3 separate regions of the Mus musculus genome follow, and regions 1 and 3 are each linked to region 2. The links are chromatin contacts, called in public HiChIP or PLAC-seq maps. All regions are on one chromosome and are shown on one strand. Each heading gives the region's core, a stretch centred on a gene start, on an enhancer-like site or on the middle of the called end of the contact. The rest is flanking DNA. Distances are from core to core; before and after follow the strand shown.

Region 1 (3,059 bases), core at 545-3,044, 250 kb after region 2:
ATCCGGTGATGTGTGCAGCATCACTGTAGAACTGTCCCGTGCCGCTCTTCACTTCCCTTTGGGTGGAGCCTTTTCGACTCCCCATGGCAGGCTAATCTTTCTCTCCAGGTAGTAACTTGGCCCCGAGGTTGGGCAAGTACTCCCCAGACTGAGAGAAGCGGCTGCGTCACATCTGCTGTGTTCCGTCATTGGTGATCAGCCAGTCAGCATTCGCTCCCTGTGTCTAACTCTCTCTCTCGCACCTCTCCCAGATGCTATCTATCGGGTTTTCTCACTGTTGCCAGTGGATGTCATCCAAACAGTGGGCTCATATCTTATGGTTTTTGTGCAATCATTGTCGTATTGTAGTCCTAAGACTCATTATAGTGTATTTTTGATATTTTTGAAATGTGTTAAATTTTTTAATTCAATAATATGAGCCAGAGCATGTTGCAGCAAATCTATTGTTTGTAAAAAATAATAATAAACAATAAATAAAATAAAATGGGATATCTTTTCCATGCCTGTGCTTTATGAATATTTTATGAGGAAGTGTAATTATATGCATAACTAGGTTATTTACTAAAAATATGTTTAGGACTTTTCTACTTTGGGGGAAAAGAACATGGAAGACCTATTTTCTGACACCATGAAGACAGTGAAAAAAATGCTTGCTTTATTGTTAAGCACCTCATACAGATATACAAGGAAATATGATCATGGCTGCTCCCCACTTTTGCCCTCCAGCTTACCCCTCTCAACCTCATTTTGCTTTATAACTTCCTGTTAGGTCCAGTTACTGCTGCCCATCCTTCGTGGGTGTGGGCCCAGAGCGTGGGAGACCTCCAAAATGAATGATTCTCCCCCCCCCCGCCCCACCCCCGGTATGAAAATAGCGTATATATTTTTTCTGCTAGTCAGCTTTGTGCCCTTATAACAGAGTATCTGACCCAGGCAGTTAGTGAAGAGGGAGATGCTTGTTTCTGGAGTGACGCAGGGAAGAGTGGAGAAGGAAGGGGTCGCCGCTCAGCCAGATAGACCTGGTCAACCCTAGTAACCAATGAGTCATGTTTCTAAGAGCACCAGGCATCTCACGGCCAAGGCTTCTGTGACAGTAGAGAACACAGACCACACCCAATCCATAGCACCGTTTTCTGCTGGAATGGCAACAGAGATGACTCACTAAAGTTTATGGTTGAAGAAATGCACTTAGGAGGTGGAGGCAGGAGGCTCAGAAGTCTGAAGCCAGCCATGGCTTGGGGCGAGTAAGACACAAAAAAAGTCACTATAGGCAGCATAGTTGTCAAATGAGGGCTATTAGCTGAGGAAACCGGTTTATGAGCCGTTAAGTTCCTTAAGTATATCACAGCTGTTGGCACCGCAGGAGTCAGGTAGCTAAGCAACCCTGGGCAGCGTTCTTTCCATGAGGTTAAAGTGGAGCATTAGGACTTTAGACTTGGTGAGTGTTGCTTTCCAAGAGAATTAGCGTCCAGTTAAGCCTCCAGCTTACTGCTCTCTCTGCTCTCACCAAGTGTCTTCTAGTCTGTGGATTTCAAACAAGATCAGCTACCTCTCAGCCCAAGTAAAGGCCGTGTTGAAGTCATCTTTCAGGCTTCCTCTTCATCCGGAATCAACATTTTAAACACTTGGTTTCTTGGCAGCACACTCAGCTCTTTCGGTGTGCCTGCCAGGCAAGCACTGTACCCCCGCTTCTTGATACCTCTGTCCCATGTGATATATGGGCTGAGGTGGCACAAGTGGTCTCAAGTTTGTTTTCCAGTGCCAGTGATATTCCACGGCGTCCTGAAGGCCACAAGGACTTGTCTGTTACTTGTAACACACCTCTATTATGACTCAGAGGGCCGTGGTGGTGGTGGTGGTGGTGTGTGTGTGTTTAAGATCTATTTTTCTTTTTAATTATGGGTGTGTGTGTGTGTGTGTGTGTGCACATGTGCTTGTGGACTCCAGAGGAAGATAGCAGGTCCCCTGGAGGTTTAGTTATAGGAGGTTGTGGGCCACCTGATTGGATGCTGGGAAAAGCATCCTCATAACTGCTAAGCCATCCCTCTATTCTGTGTCCAAGTCTTATCTCCGCTGCTTACAGGTTTTGTGACTGTGGGAAAGTTAACCTGTTTAAAGCAGTTTAACATTGAACAGAAGTCACAGCTTCGGTCATTTGTGCCAAAGTGGTAGATAGGAAGAACTTCTATACCACTGAACAATAATGTTCTGCAGTGAGTCGCTGGTAAGGAACATCAGCCCTTGCCCTTCTTGGACCTTGCCTCCTCATTTGTAGCACACGAATGACAAGTCAGCGTAACCCGACAAATAGTGAATCCCATCGGGTTTGCTAGAGGGTTTCTAGTACTGAACTCTGGACTTGTGGCAGTGTGGTTAGTTTACTCCCTGATGGGTTCTAATCAGAAGAGGAGCTGCCACCCAGGAGCCAACCGGACACAGGGCTGGGGTCACATAGTCAGTCTACCTTATCCAGTGAAAGATCCAAGGTGGGCAGAGATAACAATAGGAACACAGAGAAATCATGAAAACAGTGCCCTGGGGGTGCCAGTCTTTTGTTGAAGGGCACACATGTGATTTTGGCGATTGTCAAAGTTTCTTTGTCACTTATCAAGCCTTAGTGCGGGACACTAATCACTACCAGGCCAAGGGTGACAATAGAGATTTCCCTGATTAATTCTCCCTGAGCTTTGCCTCATTTCTTAAGAATTCCTTCGTTTTTATTTTATGTTTGGATGTTCGCCTGCCTGCCTGCCTGCCTGCGTGTGCATGACCTGTGTGCCTGTGCCCTCAGGCAGGTTGGATCCTTGGAGCCGGAGTTACAGATGGTTGTGAGCTGCCATGTTAGGGGCTGGGAACTGAACCTAGAGTCCTCTGCAAGAGCAGTAAATGGCTCTCGACCAGCTAGCCATCTCTCTCCAGCCCCTGTTTTCCGATTTCTACATGGGGTGTGAGTGCAGATGTCAGGGTGTAAGCTTGGAGAACAGCCTGAGGGAGTCCATTCTTTCTCCACCATGTGGGCCCCAGGGGTCAGACTCAGGCCATTTATCTGGCTTGGCAGC
Region 2 (2,936 bases), core at 339-2,838:
TTTCAAACTTTGATGTGTGTGTGTGCACGTGTGCATATGCATTTGCAAGGGCCACAGTACAAGCGTGGAACAGTTGTGGGTACTCTTTCATGCAAGTACCAAGGATCAACTTATACCAGGCTTGGCCACAAGGGCCTCTAAATGCCTAGCCACCACATGAGCCTTCCTCCTCGTCATTCAATCCAGCTCCTAGCCTACCTGGTGCTTACTTGCAGAGGACCTGGGTTCAATTCTCAACACCCCCACGGTGGCTCACAACGGCCCAATAACTCTAGTTCCAGGGGATCTGAAACCCTCTTTGAACTCCACAGGCACCAAGCACACTCATGATGCAGATATGCCTGGGACCCTAGATAAAGGGTCTAGGCAAAACACCATACACATAAAATAAATATTTAAAGAAAAAAAAAAGGAAACCTCGTTATCAGTAATTTAAGGGTTCCACATGAAATAATTTTCATAGACTACACTTCGTTTTGGGAAGTGTTGGCACTTTAAACCACAAAAGGTTACATATAATTGGGACCTGATCCCGATTAGAGCCTAAATTAAGTGGATCAGAGTCTACTTAAGGACTCTAGAGGCTCGGGTCTTGTTAGAAACCAGAGGCACAAGAAGAAAAAGAGAAAGGCTACGAAAGTAATCAGGGGAAGAAAGCATTGTTTTTATCAAGTGAAAATGTTAAGAAGCCGCGTGACTTAAACACAAGGATGCGGTGAAGTTCCCCCACGAAGGTCAAAAAACCTTGAAGGGTGTGAGATGTTAACAAATGTACCGACTAATATTTTACTAAGCTGGAAAAAGACATGCATATGGAAATGGAAAAGTCTGACTGAAACAATGAAACACAGGTTGATTGTTTGATGGAGGGATTATACTGTTTTGTTCTCGTAAGAACAAAAAAACAAAAACAAAAACAAAAACAAACAAAACCAGAACAAACACCAAGAAGGCACAACAAAAGAAATGACAGTCTCCTCCCGGGAGCCATTCAACAACAACAGACTGTACACAATAAGCCCCCGTAGCCTCCCCCTGACATCAGTCGGCCGCAGCCCTGGTCCGGTCCGCATCCTAGCTCAAGTTCAAGGTCCTGAGGGCCACGCCTGACCCCAGGACCCGGAAGAGGAGCGCTCCCTCGGGCTCTCCTGGTCTGACTCACCCCGCAGCAACCGCGGCGGTGGGGACAAGGCCTCCCTCAGGGTCCCGACCCGACCGCACTGCAGAGGGGTGTCTCCTCAGTGCCCGGCTCATGCCGGGGGCAACAGCGACGCCAGCACCTGTCTAGGCGGTCCCACCTCCTCCCACGGCCGGAGCCCGACCTCAGGCCTGACCCCGACTGCCAGGGCTTCCCCCGCTGACACGGCGCGGACGGCTTGTCCTCACGGTCCTACAGACTAACGCTGGGGTTCCGTAAAAGCGGGACGTAGATGGAAGAGGGAGACAAAGATGCTTAGGTCTAAGGAGGGCACGCTCACCTGGAGGGATCCGGACGTGAAAACGGAAGAAGCCGACTTCCGAGGAGCCGCTCGGCATCCAAAATGGCGACTCCCTCGACCTCCCCACCGCGGACTCGAGCGGAGGAATCCAAGGGGGCGGTGTTAGCCACGCCCTACCTAGCAGGGATTGGCTGCGCACACAACAAGGGGCGGAGCGAGGGACTATTTCCCACGGCGGAGGCGTGGGACCTGACTTGTGACACTTAACGTCACGCAGTGGGTTGAGTCATTTGCTAAGGGCGCGCCTTGCAATTTGCCCCGGGCGCGGCGGGGCGGGTGGAGGCTTCTCCTGGATTCTGTGCCCGGTACCCTTGTTCCAGATTCTTCCAGCCCCTGGAAAAACCGGCTGCAGACTGTCTCGCAAACGCCCGCGGATCCGAGCGGAGTCTGGCTTCCCCACTTAGCTCACCGGTCGGTCGGTCGGTCGGTCGGTCGGTCCTGGGACTCCGACCTCGGAGGGATGGTTGGGCGAGATTCAGCGCTGTGGAGCCGACTTTCCTCCACCGCCTCTCTTTCCACCGACACTGTCCGCCCCGCACCTTCACTAATGTACTCTGCACAGCCTCCACTCTCGCTCTTATTTTGTATCTGTATTCAGAGGCTTTTCTGGGCTTGAAAGCGAGAAAGAGCCTTCCTGTTCTCTGGCTCTTGGCCCTGCTATGAGGCCACAGCTATCAAGACCAAAACTGTGGCTTGTCTTGGGTCAGTGGTAAAACGAGGACTGCAGGTTACTTTGGGAGGATAATATGAATTGAAAATAACTGGCTTGTAACCATGTGCCGCTGTTCAAAGCTCCAGGATACTAGGACCTTAGAATTACACAATATTTGGTTCCCATAAAATGTTCAGATCGTTCCCCCAGCAAAATATTTGCATAGAAAAATTGTAGTTCTGCAATGAGATCATGACATTTGTGGCTAACACTTTCTACACACACAGTCCCAACAACAAAGTACAATGATAGAAAAATTTCCCCTGAAGCACAAATTAGTTTATTGGGCTCATTTACAGACCATAGGTGACAAGTCACTTAACAAGCAAGTGAGTAATCACTCTCCTTCAAATAAGCTTGCACTGGAAAGTATCCAGTAGAAATGAAGGCTTCCTGGCATGGATGGAGCCCACTTCCCTACTGCTCTCCAGCCCACACTCTAGCCCCTCCCCAGGCTACACGTAATTAGGGCGGAAGTACGTTCAACAGCTGGTATCGATTGCAGGCATACCCAGGTGAGGGTTCCAAGACCCTCTTGGCCCCTCCTTCAAATATGATGATCTTTGGGCACAGCTACATTCCTGAAGATGGCTGTTGTTTGGCTCCGATGATAGAAAAGTATCGCAGCACTTAAGGGGCAGGTTGTTCATATTTAAAGTGCCTAGGGACAACCCAACCGAAGGTGCGAATGTGTGTGGACATTGTTTAGATACAGTTTCAAACTA
Region 3 (2,795 bases), core at 236-2,735, 200 kb after region 2:
AAACTCTGTATCTCTGTGGCTGATGTCAATGCAGTCTTCAGATCTCCAGCTCCTTTTTCATCTTTGTTGACTGCAGCAAACTTCTTTCTCCTGGGCTGGTTCTACTCCCTGTTAGCAGCTTTTCTCAGCAGATAGCCCACTGATCTGAAATCTCAAAATCTTGGGGTCTCCCAAGGCAACTTCAGTGTCTGGATCCACATATGATCTTGTGGGCTCCTCCCAAGGGCTGGCATCACTTCTCCAGCTTTGTCTTCTGTAGCACTCTAAGCTCAGGTTGATCCACTCCACTGCTGCTGCTGTTCTTGGTGATCCCTCATGGTACTGGCATCTTCAATACACTGGGGTCTTCAGCTGCAACTAGGCTTCACCAATAGCCTCTCATAGGCTCTCTTCATGTTGCCAAGCCTCAAATCCTTTGCATGACCCCTTCAGTCCTAGGCTGTCAACTGCAACTGAGGCTATACCTTTACCAATGGCCTTCTATGACCTCTCACAGTACCAAACCTCAGCTGCTCTCCATGACCCCTTCATGCCTTCAAAACCAGTAACACCTGGGTAACTCTTATACATTACCAAGTATAGTTGCAGCACGAGGTACAACCTTGGCTATCTCTGGAACAAAGCTTCTTTGTGCTCTCAGAAAACACTTCCCAGAAGATTTCACCTCAGTAATGCTGGTCTCTTCTTAATCACCACTAATTTCTTAGTTCCAGCTAACCTGCATCAATTGTCCCAGTAGTCCTTTCTATTCTGGACTCTAAAGCCAGAGAGCCACATGGCCAAAGCTGCCATTTGCTGGGGCTGGAACATGACCCCCTTGCTATATTACATTATCACCAGCCTTCTGTTTTCTAACTGTTTCACTGCCTAAGCTTGGCTGTCCTGGAACTTGCTCTGTAGACTGACTTTGAACTCAGAGATCTGCATGCCTGTCTTCTAAGCACTGGGATTAAAGATGTGGTCCACCAAGCCTAGATTTAAGTTTTTCTTCACCTAGAACTTGCTCTGTTCTAGGCTGGCCTTGAATTCAGAGATCTGCTTGTCTTTGCCTCCAGGGATTAAAGGCTTGTAGTAGCATGCCTTGATCTAAATTTAGCTGGATGGGATCTTGCCCCTAGGTCACTACTCCCTTAATTCAATTTAATATCCTTGAACACAGGATTCAACTCCATTTTCACTTCCTCGTGCCCCTTTAATACTCGAACCATATATTTTGTATTTTTCTTTTCTCAGCTTGCTATGCTTGTTTACAATGTTCTTCATGAAACTTAACCAGAGTACACAGTCTCTGCTGGGCTTTTTTGAGACTTCCTTTGTCAATGCAGTTTAATCTGAGTCTCTTCACCTTAACCTCAGGAGACTCTTCAGACAAGGGCAAAAAGTAACCACATAATACTACAAAAACAGTCTCTAGGCTACATATAGAAATTCTCCACTGAAACCTCTTGGGCGAGGTCTGAAGAATTCAAATCACTCTTACTAACAAAGCCTTCCACATTCCTACTAGGATAACCCATCAAGCAAGCCCCATTTAAAGCATTCCACTGCTTCCCAAATCCAAGGTCCCCAAACTTCCAGACAAAAGTATGGTCAGGTCTATCACAGCAGTACCCCACTCCTGGTACCAATTTCTGTATTAGTTATGGTTTTACTGCTGTGAATAGAACCCATGACCAAGACAAGTCTTATAAAGGACAACATATATTTATGGCTGGCTTTCAGGTTCAGAGCTTCAGTCCTTTCCTCAAGGTGGAAGCATGGCAGCATTCAGGCAGGATGGTGCAGGCAGAGCTGAGAGTTCTACATCTTCATCTGAAGGCTGCTAGTGGAAGATTGGCTTCCACGCAGCTAGGATGAGGGTCTTAAAGCCCGTGTTCACAGTGCCACACCCACTCCAACAGGGCCACACCTTCTAATATTGCCACTCCCTGGGCTGAGCATGTACACAAACCATTACAGTGGCCTGTACTTAAAATTCCAGCTGTTGGGAGATGTAGAGAGCAAGGCCATTGCAAGATTGAGATGAATCCAGACTCCACAGTGAGTTCCAGGGCAGCCAGTTCTCTGTATCTAGGCCTTGTCTCAGAAAACTCTGCTGCCTAAATAAGTACTGATAAAAAGTTTAATACTGTGTGTCTTATGTGCTGTATGTTCTCCTCTGGCCCCCGTGTTAGTAGCAGCAGCAGCAACAACAACTGGTAATTAGAAGACATATTGAGCTGGACATGGTAGGACAGATTTAGAAGTCCACTACTTTGGAGGCTAAGGCACAATTGTCAGGATTTCTATGCTAGCATGGGTTATAACAGCAAGCCCAACAGACAACTAAACTGAGCAGGAGGAAGGCAAGCCCAGGTGTTGGTTTATTTTTGGTGTACCATCTCCTCTTTGGTTCTTATTTTGATGCAGGTGTTTGTATGCAGCTTTTGTAGTGATTACTGTTTTCATTATATATATATATATATATATTTTTTTTTTTTTTTTAATTAAATCCTGTTGTGTCAGTGTACTATAGTTACTCAAATATAAAAGACTAACCTTTATAACTTGTCTTTATAGGTAAGTATGTTATATTTCTTTTTTTTTTTAATTCTTTTTTTAAAAGATTTATTATTATATCTAAGTACACTGTAGCTGTCTTCAGACACTCCAGAAGAGGGTGTCAGATCTCATTACGGATGGTTGTGAGCCCCCATGTGGTTGCTGGGATTTGAACTCAGGACCTTTGGAAGAGCAGTCGGTGCTCTTAACCACTGAGCCATCTCTCCAACCCGTTATATTTCTTTTTTATTTGT

The links. HiChIP or PLAC-seq counts read pairs in DNA pulled down with a chosen protein or histone mark.
Region 1: a contact with region 2 is called in a FOXA1 HiChIP or PLAC-seq map of pancreatic cancer cells. The contact joins the enhancer-like site here to the promoter of Ist1 in region 2. A contact is called at or near these places in 2 of 39 promoter capture datasets (the C10 cell line and liver), 2 of 484 Hi-C or Micro-C datasets (the N1E-115 cell line and embryonic stem cells), 3 of 115 datasets of contacts at active chromatin or transcription factors (embryonic stem cells, epiblast stem cells and pancreatic cancer cells) and 1 of 9 other capture datasets (adipose tissue).
Region 3: an H3K4me3 HiChIP or PLAC-seq map of intestinal villus epithelium shows a contact between it and region 2, with 5 read pairs. The contact joins the enhancer-like site here to the promoter of Ist1 in region 2. A contact is called at or near these places in 1 of 484 Hi-C or Micro-C datasets (embryonic stem cells), 4 of 115 datasets of contacts at active chromatin or transcription factors (bone marrow-derived macrophages, embryonic stem cells and intestinal villus epithelium) and 4 of 9 other capture datasets (adipose tissue, liver, macrophages and 1 more).

The regions. Positions count from the first base shown.
Region 1 is chr8:109,944,172-109,947,230 of GRCm38.p6, forward strand. Phlpp2 (PH domain and leucine rich repeat protein phosphatase 2) reads left to right here. Exons shown (of 19, transcript NM_001122594.2): 19 at 1-500. Among named protein-coding and RNA genes, the nearest start is that of Marveld3, 17 kb to the right of the region's middle. Within about 2 kb of position 1,795, at least 74 of the 459 cell types and tissues checked have an H3K27ac peak or open chromatin away from gene starts, as enhancers often do. A contact at or near this core is called in pancreatic cancer cells, where this site is marked.
Region 2 is chr8:109,691,706-109,694,641 of GRCm38.p6, forward strand. Ist1 (increased sodium tolerance 1 homolog (yeast)) reads right to left here and starts at 1,589. Exons shown (of 10, transcript NM_028018.2): 1 at 1,479-1,589.
Region 3 is chr8:109,889,521-109,892,315 of GRCm38.p6, forward strand. The region is part of intron 2 of Phlpp2 (PH domain and leucine rich repeat protein phosphatase 2); the gene reads left to right. Among named protein-coding and RNA genes, the nearest start is that of Phlpp2, 22 kb to the left of the region's middle. Within about 2 kb of position 1,486, at least 9 of the 459 cell types and tissues checked have an H3K27ac peak or open chromatin away from gene starts, as enhancers often do. A contact at or near this core is called in embryonic stem cells and intestinal villus epithelium, where this site is marked.